Linked DNA regions of Zea mays: all the other regions are linked to region 2. The links are chromatin contacts, called in public Hi-C maps. All regions are on one chromosome and are shown on one strand. Each heading gives the region's core, a stretch centred on a gene start, on an enhancer-like site or on the middle of the called end of the contact. The rest is flanking DNA. Distances are from core to core; before and after follow the strand shown. Region 1 holds the start of LOC100284878 (metallopeptidase). Region 2 holds the start of LOC103640187 (cation-transporting ATPase HMA5). Region 3 has its middle 35 kb from the start of LOC118473463.

Region 1 (4,816 bases), core at 907-3,406, 160 kb before region 2:
CAACCTGACAACTTGTGCATTTTGATTATCAGGATTGCCAGAATAACAAAAGATGAACCGTGCACAGAATCTTTTCAAGATCTGTAGGAGGTACGTCGAACTGATTAAAGGGGCATTATAAAACTAGATTCCTCCAGGTTTCTATAGTCTTTCCTGATTATATTATGATAGTAATAAAGAACCTACTAGGTACCTTGCAGCTTAGCTATCCAATCAGCATCAAAAGTACAATATATAATTAAAACTGAGTAAAATATAATAACTCTATGCCTGCTACTGGCAATAAAACAATGTGAAATATTCCAATCAAACAAATAAAAGAGTAGATGGACACAAACAAGATCAATGCAGACAAGTGCGGGTCTACAAGACGTATGTGGCTCATAACGCCACTTGTAGAGAGCGAGAATAGTATAAGGCCATTCACAAGTTGCGGTGGAGCAAAGAAACACATTTAACATATGATACTATAGTAACATCTTTAGTATACTGGAAGCAGTAGAGAATTCTCTAACCTCCACTGGTCTCGTTAACCTCTGGAGTTTCCCCGTAACTTTCAAAACCTTCAGTGCTGAGATTGCTGAAATAATACCCAAGGCTCCATCGTACATCCCAGCATCAACGACAGTGTCCTGTTTTTTGAACAAGGAAAATCGTATCAGTTGTCGCAATATTGGATCGCCATCAAAACACTGAAATAACCGGATAGAGGAAGATAGACTCACCATATGAGATCCAATCAACAAGGCATCTCTGGTAGAATTTGCCGGCTCATATCGACCATGAATATTCCCCATCTGATCGACCCACCTTCACGTTGAGCAGAGACGGGGGGGGGGGGGGGGGGGGGGGGGGGGGGGTAAGTTAGCCAAAGATCGGAGCGTACGTGAGAAAACGACTGCAAGCAAGCGAAGACACGTACGTCGTAAGCCCAGCGTCTTTCATCCAGCTGACGATGACACCAGTGGCTCTGATAGAGGCCGGACTCAGAAACGTCCTTTCAAGGTAGCCATCCCCATCAGATATCTGATTCGAATCAGACGACGTGTCAAAAGAGATACACAAGCTGAAATGTTAAAGCCTAACCAAAGGACAGCTAGGAACCAGAAATCGATCGCACCGGGTAACTGAGAATTCAGGAAAGCAACACGAACATTTAGCAACCTCTATCTATATAGTAAGGATAAAAGCCGGCTGTTTAGACTGTCTAGACTGCTGTACATTAAGTCAAGCGATCGAAGGTTGTCCTTTTTTTTCTGTACCAGAGATCAAGGCACGGGTATGATACAGAATCAGTACCCAGTAAAAAGATGGACGATTGATGGGACATAATTCGTTACAAGATGAAATACTCAGTTTATCCCGAGGGGGGAAAAGCAAAAAAAAAACATCAGCAGCTTCGGTGCAGAGTCTTAGGATTTACTGAAGATACCAATTCGAGTAGAAAAGAAGCCAAGGGAGGTGCAATCTGGAGCAGAGCTCCCCGAGCTGATATCTCGAGTGTTTTGACCGCGCGCGGAGATCTTCAATACTCTACTACTAAGTCGCGCGTGTGAGACTGAGAACACGCAGCGCCGCTAAACAGAACTCGACTGAACTGCAACTGCGTCTGCATCTTATCCGGTTTTGCCAAGTAAACGAACGGCCCAAAACAACCTCGCAGGATTCCGCATCCCGAGCCGGAAAAGCGGATCGCGAGAGGGCGAATATTCCAGGAGCTAGGCAGGAACGAACGAGTGGACGGGTTGGAGGGCCTGCCTGACCTTGCCCAGCTCCTTGAGCCTCTGCACGGTCTCGTCCCTGAGAATCTCCCGGTACAGACCGCCGCCTCCTCCTCCTCCTCCCGCCTCCGGCAGCCCATCTAATCAGTTTTTGTCACACACACATACACACACAAAAAAAACCACCGGTGAGAAAGGCGGCTCCAGATAATAAAAATCGCAGAAGGTAACGAAGGGATTGCAGGGGCGACAGAGCGAAGCACCCACCGGCGGTGCGCAAGACGAGGAGGACGGCGATGGCGAGGACGACGAGGGGAGACGGGTGGTGGCGCGGCGGGCGGAGGGAGGAAGGAGCCATTGGGTTGAGCCGCCGCGCCGACCGAGGTTGTGTGTCTGGCTGGCTGGCTCTGGCTCTGGCTCCTCCCACAGGGGTTGTGGAGGAGGCGCGAGCTGGCTTATGCTTTTATAGTCGCGCCCAAAGCTTCGGCTCCTCTGGTCGCATCAGTCGATCGCGGTGCACTGGGTCTGGTTACAGTACAACATAATCGTGCTAACTATTTTTTTATGTAAAGTTTGGTAACTTGGTTTGTGTGTTCATTCACAGCCGCAGAGGTGGTTTGATTTTGGCGACCTGTGCTGCTGATGATGTTGGCGTTCCATTTGGCAACCAATGCAAATGCAACCCAGTCCCTTGGTCACGTCACGTCGCCCCCTCGGCCCCCTTTGGTTACGGACACCAAGGGGCGGGCAGGCAGTCAGGTGCATGCATGCAGCACGCGCACTCACGGGGAAAAGGAAGAAGCAGACAAGTCCACAAGTGCGAAAGGCTCATCGGGGCAGATGAAAATGAGTGGCGCAGAGAATCTGGTGGTTAAAAAACACCAGCAAACTCCCGGCTCTGCTGGCCGACGAGGAATCTGGAATCCAGCGAGCCACCAACTAGCCCACGCAACGCAACGAGTGGACTGTCCCTGACGTGTGGGTCCGAGATGACTCGCGGGGCCGATAGGGCGGCGCGAGGCAGGAGCCACACCACACTAGCCCGCCGTGGCTGGTGCGCAACTGACACTGACGTGCGACGGGCATGGTGTCATGGACGGACGTGTTGGAGTTGGATTCCGCCACTGCCCACTGCTGACCTGCGCTGCGCTCTGCCGTCTACTGCTTCCACCTCCCAGCGGCCAAAGAGCTCACGGTCCGTGACCCCGCACGATCTCGGTGGCATCCTGTCATCTGTGTCGCGGCTCGCGAGGGTGCGGTGCGAAGGAAGACGCATGAGCCCCGGGTCCGTGGTGTGGGTGGACACGTCATTGTTTTGCATCGATTAGGCGCTCTTGCTATATGCCATGGGCACCTGATCGGACTGGCACTAACGACGGCACGTCTCTCTGTCTTTGATTCTTGATCGACGACACGAATAAGCGGTGCTTGGTTCCTGGATATAAATATGCTCGTATACGGGGAATATAATCTTAGGTGTTAGATGTTGGATACCTCTGTGAGCTCGTCTATATTTTTTTCTAATATTTGTTATTAGTAAAATAATTAAACATTACCAGTATATGTTATATATATTATTGCTTAATCGTTTTATGAATATTAATTAAGATAGATTGTGATGTATTAACTTGCATATGTTTTGCTAATTAAGATGATTATAATGCCAACTATTTATTTGTAATTATAGATTATCATGATAAAATGTATAATTGCTTAATAAATATATATATACTTTATTTTTAAATAATATAAATACAGTTAGTGAAATATTCTCGTTCTATCTACTCCCATCCATTAAAAACTAGTGCATTCCATCCATTTAATTAAACAGATAACAAAGGTGTCTATATCCTTAAATCTATGGATGACTATATGCTAATCCGCTCTCTCTTTTTTTTTACTGTCACATGAGGGAGGGGAGATGCTCTCCGATCCACTGAGGGCTAGTTTAAGAGTCACAAAATCGGAGGGGATTGGAGGGGCTAAAAATCCTCTCCTTATTAAATTTTGAGTAAGAAGATGATTTTAGCCTATCCAACACTCTCAAACTAGCCCTGAATGGTAGGAAATCCCTATATATGAATCAAAATCGAACCCAGGATCGAAAGCTCGTAACACGGAGCCTTTACATCATTATTAGCTAATCCACTCTTATTTGTCCAACCAAGCGCACTCTAGTGTAGAACTAGGAGTACCACCGACATTCAACTTCGTGATTAGTTTACCTGCCTGCAGACTGCAGTCTGCTGATCGCCCATTCGTCCGGTCACTACCCTGGTCCTGCTAATAATGTTGTGTGCGCACGTACGCACGACACCGCTACAATAGAATCCGGTTAGAGAATGTGACGAGAGAGATATGATTCTGGAGTATGTTGCCTATATAATATATTTTCAGCTAGCGTAAGGATCTGGACTGCTCGAGCTGTCAAGCAATCAAAAGGGTAAGATGATTCCACGTAGGAATGGCACTGGGCATGGAGGACAGCGTTCATGGTGCATCCCACGCACGCAGTCCCAACTCGATTTGATCCATCTCGTTTGTTATAATTAATGTGCTCTAATCTACCATAGGAAATCGACAACATGAATCTATACGGATAGTTTCATCGTAAGAAATCTAACCAATTCATTTGAGCTACGCTGATACATACCCCATCTATCCTAAAATATAAGTCATTCTAAGATTCTTGAAGTGTCAAAGTGTTTTTAAGTTTGACTAAATTTATACAATAAAGTAATAACATTTACGATATCAAATATATATCATTAGATTCTCCATTAATTATATTTCCATACTATATCTATTCGGTGCCATAAATCTTTATGATTCTCGATATACCTTTGGTCAAACTTTAAAAACTTTGACTCTCCAAAAATCTTGGAATGACTTGTATTTTGGGACGGAGGGAGTACATCTTTTTTGTCTCTAAGGGGGTGTTTGGTTGCTCCTACTAATGTTTAGCCCGGGTCACATCAAGCGTTTGACTTTTAAATAGGAGTATGAAATATAGACCCAACCAACTGGACTAGATTCGTCTCGTCTTTTAATCTTCGGCTGACAAATTAGTTTTATAATCCGACTACATTTAATAC
Region 2 (4,302 bases), core at 1,129-3,628:
TCTTCTATCGCTTCAATTATATCCTCTACCTGAAAATGTAAGTCACCAGAAATAAAGATGTGTTTATTGAAGTGACCAAAATAAGCTAATTGATTGGATGTGAAACCAAACACCTCTCAGGAGTTAGTCATATAAACTGGAGAAGGCTTTAGTATATGTGGATGTGGAAGAACATGCATGCAGATCACATCACATGCATTGTTAGGTGTCTTGCCATTTAGCTCAAACGCGATGCAGTAGGACTCAAAAGTGAAAATATGTGAGCCAAGTAAACATATTGGACATCATTATTAAAATAAAACTAGCATAGTGGCATAGTTTAATAGATTATGTACATCTATTATTTTCCACAGGAATAATGAACTTCATGGCTAAAATGGCTTCTCTGTTAACAAAGACTGAAAATGTAGATCTCCTGTTGACACATAGTGAAACAAAGTACATAACAATGTGTAAGCTACCGTACATAACTGGAGTATTGGACATCATAGAAGATTGCATGCTAATATAATATATTAGCTTTTAGTTCCCAAGTAATGGTGTGTTTTTGAGAAGTTAGTAACTATGCCAGGAGTGGTCCTACAAGAATGTACAAGATTGCTTAGGTCCATAGCTTAGGAGGTGTTTGTTTGGGATTATAATTTGCCTAGATTATGTAATCTCATTAAAGTTCAAAATAAATGAGATTATATAATCTAGGCAAATTATAATCCCAAACAAACACATCCTTAGGCCCTGTTTGGTTCCATTAGTACTAAAACTAAAGTTGGAACTAAACTTTAGTCCTTACCCTGTTTGGTTGTAAGGACTAAATAAATTCTAAATATATTAAATGCAACACATAAAGACTCAAATACTTTTTTTCTTATTTCACGCCGGTTTTCTAGGCAAGGGCAATTAGAATAAATGTTGTCTTTTAGTCCTTTTTAGCAAACCCATGTGAGGGACTAGAAACTAAAGTCAATTAGTCCTTCCGATCTGGCAAAATAGGGATTAAAAAACAGGAACTAAAGATAAGTCCCTCTAACCAAATGGCCTTAGTAGCTATTCGTCCACAATACCATATTTAGCGTGCCACAACAGAATGGTGCACGAAACACACTCAGCTTCGCTGTTATCGTAGCAAAGTAAAATCTCGCCCCTTCTCTTTTGTGTAACTTTCCTGAACTGAAAGTTGAGTTCAGCATTTCTTTCCCCATGAAAGACATAATCAGCAGCTCGTTAGCTCAACTACCAATCCAAAGTGATTGTAGTACACCAAGAGCCCCATTTCCCCTGGTACCATGACTGCTTCAGCGCGTGCCAGCTTTGAGCTTTCGATGCCCACGATGCACAGGCGATCGACAATCACGAGCTTCCAACGAAGGTACAGCTCACCAAATCACGAAAGCCAAAAGGAGCAAAAACTTTTAGCATCGTAATAGCCAATCTTATAACTCCTGATTTCTCAGAGTTTATACAGCATTTACTCCACCAACCAAATCAGAGGTCGATGAAACAATACCACCCAAGCGAGTTTTGTACAAGGCAAGGCACTCTCAATTCAAGCAAAAAAAAAACGCCCATATGCAATTCACTCAATAGCACGAAGCAAGTGCTCGACACACACGCGATTCAGTTTCGTATTCTGACACGCAAAAACGCAGACGCAGTCCAACCATCGTCAAACACGAACAAGTTACCCGGAAAAAACGCAGACAATTCAAAACAAAAATACCACCACGCAAGCGTACGGGAGAGCTCCCAACTTCCCACGGAACCGCACGAGCCTCGCGTCCACTCAACGGTTGCGAGTACGCAAGGATCGCATCGCCCGTCGAAATACGCCACACCAAAGCGAGGAGAGGAGCACCGGTAAGCACCTTGGCCAGCGCGGGATCGAACATGACGTGGGCGCGGTTCTGGAGCAACGACACGGCGACGCGCCTCACTCCGCGGCGCGCGGAGACGGCGGCCTCGACGGCGCTGGTGCAGGCGGAGCACGTCATGCCGGTGACGCGCACGTGCGCCTCCGCAGCCTCGGCGCCCGATGCACCCGGCAGCGGCAGCCCCATCTCCTCGTCGTACGAGTCGAGCAGCGCGACGTCCTCCATCTCGTCGCCGCGCCCGCCCGCGGCGGCCGGCCGGGCGCCGGCGACCGCTGAGAGCTGCAGGTGGGCCATGCCCGTCAGACGCAGGGGGTGGAGCAGCGGGGTAGGAATATTTGGTGGGAGGCGAATTGCGAGGAGCCGAGGAGGGGCTAGTTTATATATGTAACCGGGAAAACAGGCGGCGGTCGTGGGCCAAATTGCGGTGGTTTGCAGAGCACGCGGGTCTTTGTAGATATGTGTATGCGCTTTTGGATTCCCTCCATACTCTTAGTAATATAAAATCAGTTCTAAATCTTAAATTTCTATAGCAGAGCTTTATAGTTTAAGAGTAAGCTTCCTTTTTCTTCTTTTAAAAAATATTGATTTGGATTTTTCTCCAACTTTTAAAGCTAACGTTTAAAAGTGTAAATCTAAATAAACCCTCATTACTCTTTACTTTTATACATTTTATACATTGGTATCTTCGTAGATTTATGTGGGAGAGGCAACTTTCCCATTTGATCTCTTCCTTTTTTACTTTTCAGGTATCTAAGACGGCTTATCTCTTTCGTCTGACTTGGTTTCATGTCTGACGGGTTTGTGGAATTCAGACGTCAGCATTGCAAAGCACTCTTCCATGTCAACCTAGAATTCTAGGTGCAGCTGCATAATTGTATATTAGTTAGACGTATGTGCATTGCTACGATAAACCTTATTTACATATATTTTTTGTTTTTTTATAAAATATGTATGTTTTATTAGTTAGGTAGATGTGGATATGGAGCCAACTAAAAGGTTTAAACCTCCACTTATGCATAAGATCACGGTTTTGGTATAGCTCATGAGCCCAAGTGGATAATGGTAATTTTGTCTGTTTTAGGCAAAAACACAGTCTTGATCTAGCTCACGTGGATGGTAATAGTTGTGTGTTTGAAGCAAAAGCAGAGCTTCGGTCTAGCTCACGTGGATAATGATACCTGACAAGATCATTTCTATTTTAAGGTTAGTTTGTGAGCCCTTTTTTCCAAGGTTTTTCATTTTCTAAGGGAAATTAGTTTATTTTCTCTTAAGGCTAGTTTAGAAACTCAAATCTCTTTTAAAATTGAAGGGATTGGAAAGAAAATTAGTTCATTTTCACATCAATCTTCTCCAATCCCGAAGGGGATTTGAAGTTTACAAAGTAGCCCTTAGGACTGATTTGGTGACCAAGAATCATAGGGGAATTAGAGGGATTGAAGGGGGAATTAGTTTATTTCCCCCTCAATCTCCTTCAATCCTCCCGTGATCTCATTGTCACCAAATTAAATAGGATTCTTTTGGGAAAATAGTTTCTTGTTGATTTTTTTTTCATTTCTTATTTTTTAAAAGAAATAAACGGTGTTGGACAATTTACGTGGGAAAGCGAGCGCGGTGGTTAAGAAGAAACATGTTGTCTGTTTTGTGTGTTGTTTAGAATTTTGAAGCGTGGCTATCCATGTGGAGCGGAGGGAGAAGTTGAGCTAAACCAGCTTTCCACCGGTAGGTCGTCAGCGAAACAGCTATACATATACGTTTTTTTATTTAGCCTTGCTTCGACCAGATTCATGCGAAAAGTGAGACCCTGACTTCAAAGTCCATACACTCGATCTATTATAAAAGAGAGAGAGAGATGCAAAATCGCAGCACAGTTCCTTACAAATAACGCGAAATCTGAAGAATATAAAATACCCCGTCTTATAGTGGCCATATTATGTTAGTATATGTGGGTAGTGTGTTCTATATGTTGGACCGCTGGGCGCTGGCGTCTGTGCTAATGCTAACGGAGTAACGGGACGGGAGACCCGTGCGGCCGTGCCCTGATGAGAATGCCACCCGGATGACAAGCACGAACTGAAAAGGCACGTGTTCAACGGTCCACGTACGCATGCGCATCCTACGTACGTGTCTGTCTGGTCAACGCGCGACGCATTCGTAGTAGGCTAGTAGCCCGAGACGGAAACGGGTAGCTGCCCGATCGATCGAGCGCGCAACTCCGGACAACGATGGCACATAGGAGCCGCGCGCGGCACGGCAGGAGTGCACTGGACTGGGTGGGAACTGGCCGGGAAGGGAGATGCGCGGCCTGCCTGATGCTCCGGTGAGTTGCCGTCCCCGGACATGAAACTTGGAAGGAAGGAACTCGTCGAACTGCTCTGCGTCATCGGTGAGGTGACCGGTGAGGGTGGATGGATTGGTTTGGTAGGGGGCACTGCCT
Region 3 (4,857 bases), core at 1,615-4,114, 170 kb after region 2:
GTTAATCATTTAGAACAAATCATGTATGAATGTGTCATACATGATATGTCGCCACTTGAATTGTTCTTAAAAATAATATACTTGATAGTGTGCCCATGTCAGTGGAAAAAACATCTCTTTATCTTTATGCATAATATCAGTTGCTTGGAAAATAGCTGCATTCTCAAGCTATTTGTAACTACTATTACTACATCAACCCCCACGCTTCTGCTTCATCATTAGCAGTATGTATTTTCATCTTCTGACTTTGGCTCAACAAGCTAACTATATTCAGACACAATTTCAGTCATCTAACCATTAAAATCACAAGTGTGGAACCAATATTTTTGGTTCAAGAAAAAGAAGGAATCCATCTTTTTTCCGAGAAAAAAGGAACCCAACTTTTCCTTTTTTCCTGTAACTCTTGCTTGCCCAAATTTCATCTTTATCACTTACACAATACGACGTATATTGAAAACTTATCACTCATCTAACAGAAATATCATCAACAAACCAACAGCAATGGGGTTGTACATAAAAACAGGGCTACTTGTAAAAGGTGCATATAGCACCTACACCACTACATGCACATATGAATGCATGATAACTTCAAAGTTAGCAAGTTAATATTGAATAGAGCATTTTGTATAAGGTGTCACGTAGCAAATATCAGAAAGTGATAAGAACAGTAAACAGAAACCAGGGGAGAGAAGAGTTATCATGCATTCATATGTGCTAATACAAACCTTGTCATCAATTGACCACCCACACTCCAGTATACCTACTTAGTTCTACACTTATTCATGCATGATATTAGCAATCTATCTTCGGTTTTCCTTATACAAAATGCTCTATTCCCCTGTGACAATTATCCATCACTTTGATGCTTATGTAAATTACATTTACCATTGTTTGAAAGCACTGATGTTCATGCAGAAGCCAAAAAGAAATTAAAACATCCAGGTGCCACTAATATTATCCATCACTTAACGATTAAAACCTGTACATGCAGATGATGTAGTAATTCCAATATAGTACAATACATTTATTCAACAAATCGTCAATGTATAGATTACAATAATTGCAAGCATTGAGTCAAACTAACAGAGCTCTCAGTTGATTATCTAGTCCTCCTATAGGAGAATGGCAGCTGAAAAGATTCATGCACAACATACCAAAACTACAAAAACACACAAACCAACACTCCACCCTGCAATCAATCGAAGTAACAGATTTCAAAAACTCCGGGCTAAGTAAATCAAAGGAAGTATGCAACAATCTTAAACAACAAAAGATGACAATCTAAGTAACATATTTCAAAAACTCCGGGCTCTATTTAATACACCAATGCATGGTGGCACCTAAAAATAATCATGCAGGAAAGGCCAAAACACACAAACCGACACTGATCCATAAGTAACAAAAATTCATGTAAAACTAACAGAGCATGCACCAATTCGACTCATGCTTCACTCAAAGTTTGTTTACCTACTTAGTTCTTTGAGTTTGATGGTACATTCACCGGTCTTTATGGCTTGCACAAAAAAAAATCAAGTGATCCTCAGGTATGGGAGAACTTTACCTACACACAACATTTGACAATTAAATTAAACACTCCAGTGGTCTGTTGCACTACTAATTCAACAAAATAGATGATACATGAACGCAGGTGATAGAAAGGGACATCGGAGGACTTACCGGACCTGGCAATGCGTCGAGAGGCTATGGGGTTGTCCAGGCTCTCCGTGGACCTCTTCCAGCTCTGGCGGCGAAGCGTTCTCGAGCAACACAGAGTACGCGCATGCTCACCATTTATCATCATCGGATACATGCTGACCCAGGCGAAGTGGAGGTCCTGCAGAGGAGGAAGCGTGCGGGAGTGGAGGTTGTGGGCCTGAGTAGGGTAGGGGGGAGTCCGCTAACTCGGGATGGAATAGGTCGTGGGGAGAGCAGTTACTGTTGCGCGGTGCGTAGAGCAGCGGGATGGTGGCCGCGCGACTGGTGAGAAGACACGAGGTGAGGCTGTCTGCCGAGGGGGAGGCCACCGGCGATAGAGGCGTACCAGCGGAGGGGAGTGGAGGCTCGCCGGCGGGGATGAGGCCGCCACGCGACTGCCTGCGGGGAGGAGAGCCGCCGCGTGACTACCTGCGGGGATGAAGTCTCTAGGGTTTTTCCTAGATGGGCCTTATGGAATTTAATTGATAGATGGGCCTCGTACCGCAGCGCAAATATAATGTACCATATCGGCCAGCCAAAGGTTGCGGTAGCAACTTATAAACCTTGCTGCTACAGAGGAAGCAGTCAGCTTGTGTAATCAGCTCTTGGTATTGTCAGCTTGTGTCGATTTTTTGCGCACGGATGGGGCGGGGTGAGGAGGCCGCGGCTAGCAGGTTAGTGTGGCGATGGACGATCCAGATTGAACAACAGCGATGGACGATCCAGATTGAACGAAGGCAGAACGGCAGTCTACCCTTATCGCTTTAATAAGTTGTAGAGATATATCAACTTCTGCATATAATGTAGCAGTTCTAAACAAGCAAGTGTTAGCTGATACGTACCACCTTCTATCCAGCTGTAGCAGTCTGCTAACTCATACGAGTCAGAGTATGACAATGAAATGAAATCAACAACACACACACAAAAAAAGGTGTGGGGTGCAGACGTGCAGTATTAGCTTCGATGATTGTGTGCGGTTGCAGGGAGAAACGAGCGTGCATATGCTGTGCTGCTACTGCTGTGGTGGGTTTGGTTAATTAGGTCGCATGTGTGGCAAAGCTGACAGGAGGCTGTGTAGGGAAAAGCGGGGTCGGGACGAGACCATCCGCGGCAGAGGGGCGCAGGACGGTCAGTGCAGCAGGGGCGGGTGGTGGTGTTTGTGATGGATGGGTAGATTCCGCAGGTTTCAGGTCAGGACCAGGCGTCGCGAGTGCGCGGCTCCCGGCTGCCATGGCACCCGTCAATCATTGGAGACGCGGACGGACGGCGCGAGCGGGAAAAAAAAAAAGAAGTTGCTGCTCGCTGCGTTGCCGTTGTACTATTGTAGTAGACCTGTGTTTTCGGGTTCATGAAAACGCTCGAGCTCGAAAAGCTGTGTGTGGTGTGGGTGCAAGAATAGGCGCAGCATGTGACAGTTACCACTACAGCAAGGAGCCGCAGGAGTACTATGCGTGAGCGTAATGCTTGAGGGTCCTCGTGTGCCCCGTGCCGTGCTGCTGTACCATACCACACGTGTGACAGTAAACGGGCCGGGCCAGCATCATCATAACCACCACGCGCCGTAATAACCACGAGCGACGACTGTACAGCTGAACCCGCTACCGGCGGCAGCTGGCCAAGTACGTACAGTACGTACGTGCGTGCGTGCGTGCGTGGTAGGCTCATTCTTGGGCCCTTCTCTCGCTCGTCGCTCCAGCACCGTGGCCCGGCCGGCCGGGCAAACAGGTCGCGGATCTTGCTGGGCCATAACGATATCTCAGGCCGAGGCGGAGGAAAAGATGGATGGGTGGAGACTGGAGGAGAGTCGAGCCCCCCCGGCCGGCAGGACATAGCCAATAGTCGCCGTGCGAAACTCTGCTCGCTGAAACGGGCGAGAGAGAGAGAGAGAGACCGTACGGCCGGCCCGTCGTCAGTTTCTGCCTTTTTGTTCAGCAGTGCGTGTGCCCCAGGCCCCAGCGGTGCCTAATCACTCGCTCGCTCGCTCATGTGCCGATCGGTGTAGATAGGCATGCATGCGTCATGCGTGCGGACTACTAGTACTACTAGTAAGTAGTAATAACATGGTGTCATCACCGGTAGGCGGCATCATGTGTGTGGTCTTTTTTTTCCTTCTCTGTGTGTGTGGTCACCGCTGCCCAGTGCGGGCGCCGGGCGGGGCGACTAGTGATTGGCCGGCAACACGTCAGGGACCATCGGTGTACGGCATCGCGTCGGGGGGTCTCGGCTCGAGACCCGAACACGTCCGGGACTGAAGCGTTGGCGCGAGCGATTGGTGCGGTGCGAAGCGAAGCGTTCGTGCGCGCGTGGTCCAGTCCACCCGCCCGCACCCTCCACTCCACCCATGCTCCTGCGTCGCGGACTCGGACGCCGGGACGCGACCCCGGCCGACCTCGGATCGATCCGGATCACGACGTCCCCGCGGTCAACAACGCGCGCCAGGCCCGGCACGGTCCCCCCCCTCTCTCCTCCTGCACCGCCGCACGGACGTACTACACGTACGTGCGCGTCGGCAAAGTGCATGCGCGCCGTGCGAGAAGCGTGGATTCCGCTCGCGGCCCATCCCACCCAGCGCTGAATTTTACCTCCGAGCATTTGTACTGCCGGGGGGCGAACTGGCCATGAGCAACCTGTACTGGTTTTCTCTGTAGTTTCAGGGATCGGACGGCAGCGGTGAAATCTGGTGGCCGTGGCCCGGGCTTTTTCAGTGTACTAAACATCCTACCTATATCTATTTATCACCGCCTCCGATGAAACGAAACGACAGCATGAGCGGGCGATCACATGGAATGGAACAACGAGTCTGAGAAGACTGACCGGACCGGATCCACGCCACTACGCGAAGACCAACTCATCTCTCCTCCTAGTGCTGCTGCTGCCTATACCTATCGATGCGCAGGCGCAGCATGAGGCTACCGCTGCCCACGCCCCTGTGTGCCCTGCCTCCGACGTGACGAATCGTGTAGTAGTAGCTGCTCGCCTTGTCTCTGGTTCGATCTCACTCACACACAGGGCACTAGTAGTAGTATCGCACCAGTACGTACTAGCTACGACCACTGCTGGCTGGCACGGTCCTCCATCGTCTACGAGAGAGAAGTATGCAGCTGGAGCTGGACATGCAAATACCTAACCCGCCGCCTGGCCGTTTCACGCACTTTTTTTCCT

Evidence for each region. A called contact is a pair of places that touch in the nucleus more often than the background predicts.
Region 1: a contact with region 2 is called in a Hi-C map of bundle sheath, with 4 times the contacts expected there. The contact joins the promoter of LOC100284878 here to the promoter of LOC103640187 in region 2. A contact is called at or near these places in 14 of 25 Hi-C or Micro-C datasets (bundle sheath, ear, endosperm and 5 more) and 2 of 3 datasets of contacts at active chromatin or transcription factors (leaf and seedling).
Region 3: a contact with region 2 is called in a Hi-C map of ear, with 7 times the contacts expected there. The contact joins the enhancer-like site here to the promoter of LOC103640187 in region 2. A contact is called at or near these places in 9 of 25 Hi-C or Micro-C datasets (bundle sheath, ear, endosperm and 3 more).

Annotation. Positions count from the first base shown.
Region 1 is chr9:114,427,451-114,432,266 of Zm-B73-REFERENCE-NAM-5.0, forward strand. It overlaps LOC100284878 (metallopeptidase), which reads right to left and starts at 2,157. Exons shown (of 12, transcript NR_182120.1): 1 at 1,989-2,157; 2 at 1,764-1,861; 3 at 923-1,026; 4 at 726-810; 5 at 516-632.
Region 2 is chr9:114,583,455-114,587,756 of Zm-B73-REFERENCE-NAM-5.0, forward strand. It overlaps LOC103640187 (cation-transporting ATPase HMA5), which reads right to left and starts at 2,379. Exons shown (of 9, transcript XM_020543877.2): 1 at 1,863-2,379; 2 at 1-29. The coding sequence starts at 2,162.
Region 3 is chr9:114,753,342-114,758,198 of Zm-B73-REFERENCE-NAM-5.0, forward strand. No RefSeq gene overlaps it. Among protein-coding and RNA genes, the nearest start is that of LOC118473463, 35 kb to the left of the region's middle. Within about 2 kb of position 2,865, at least 19 of the 20 cell types and tissues checked have an H3K27ac peak or open chromatin away from gene starts, as enhancers often do. A contact at or near this core is called in bundle sheath, ear, endosperm and 3 more, where this site is marked.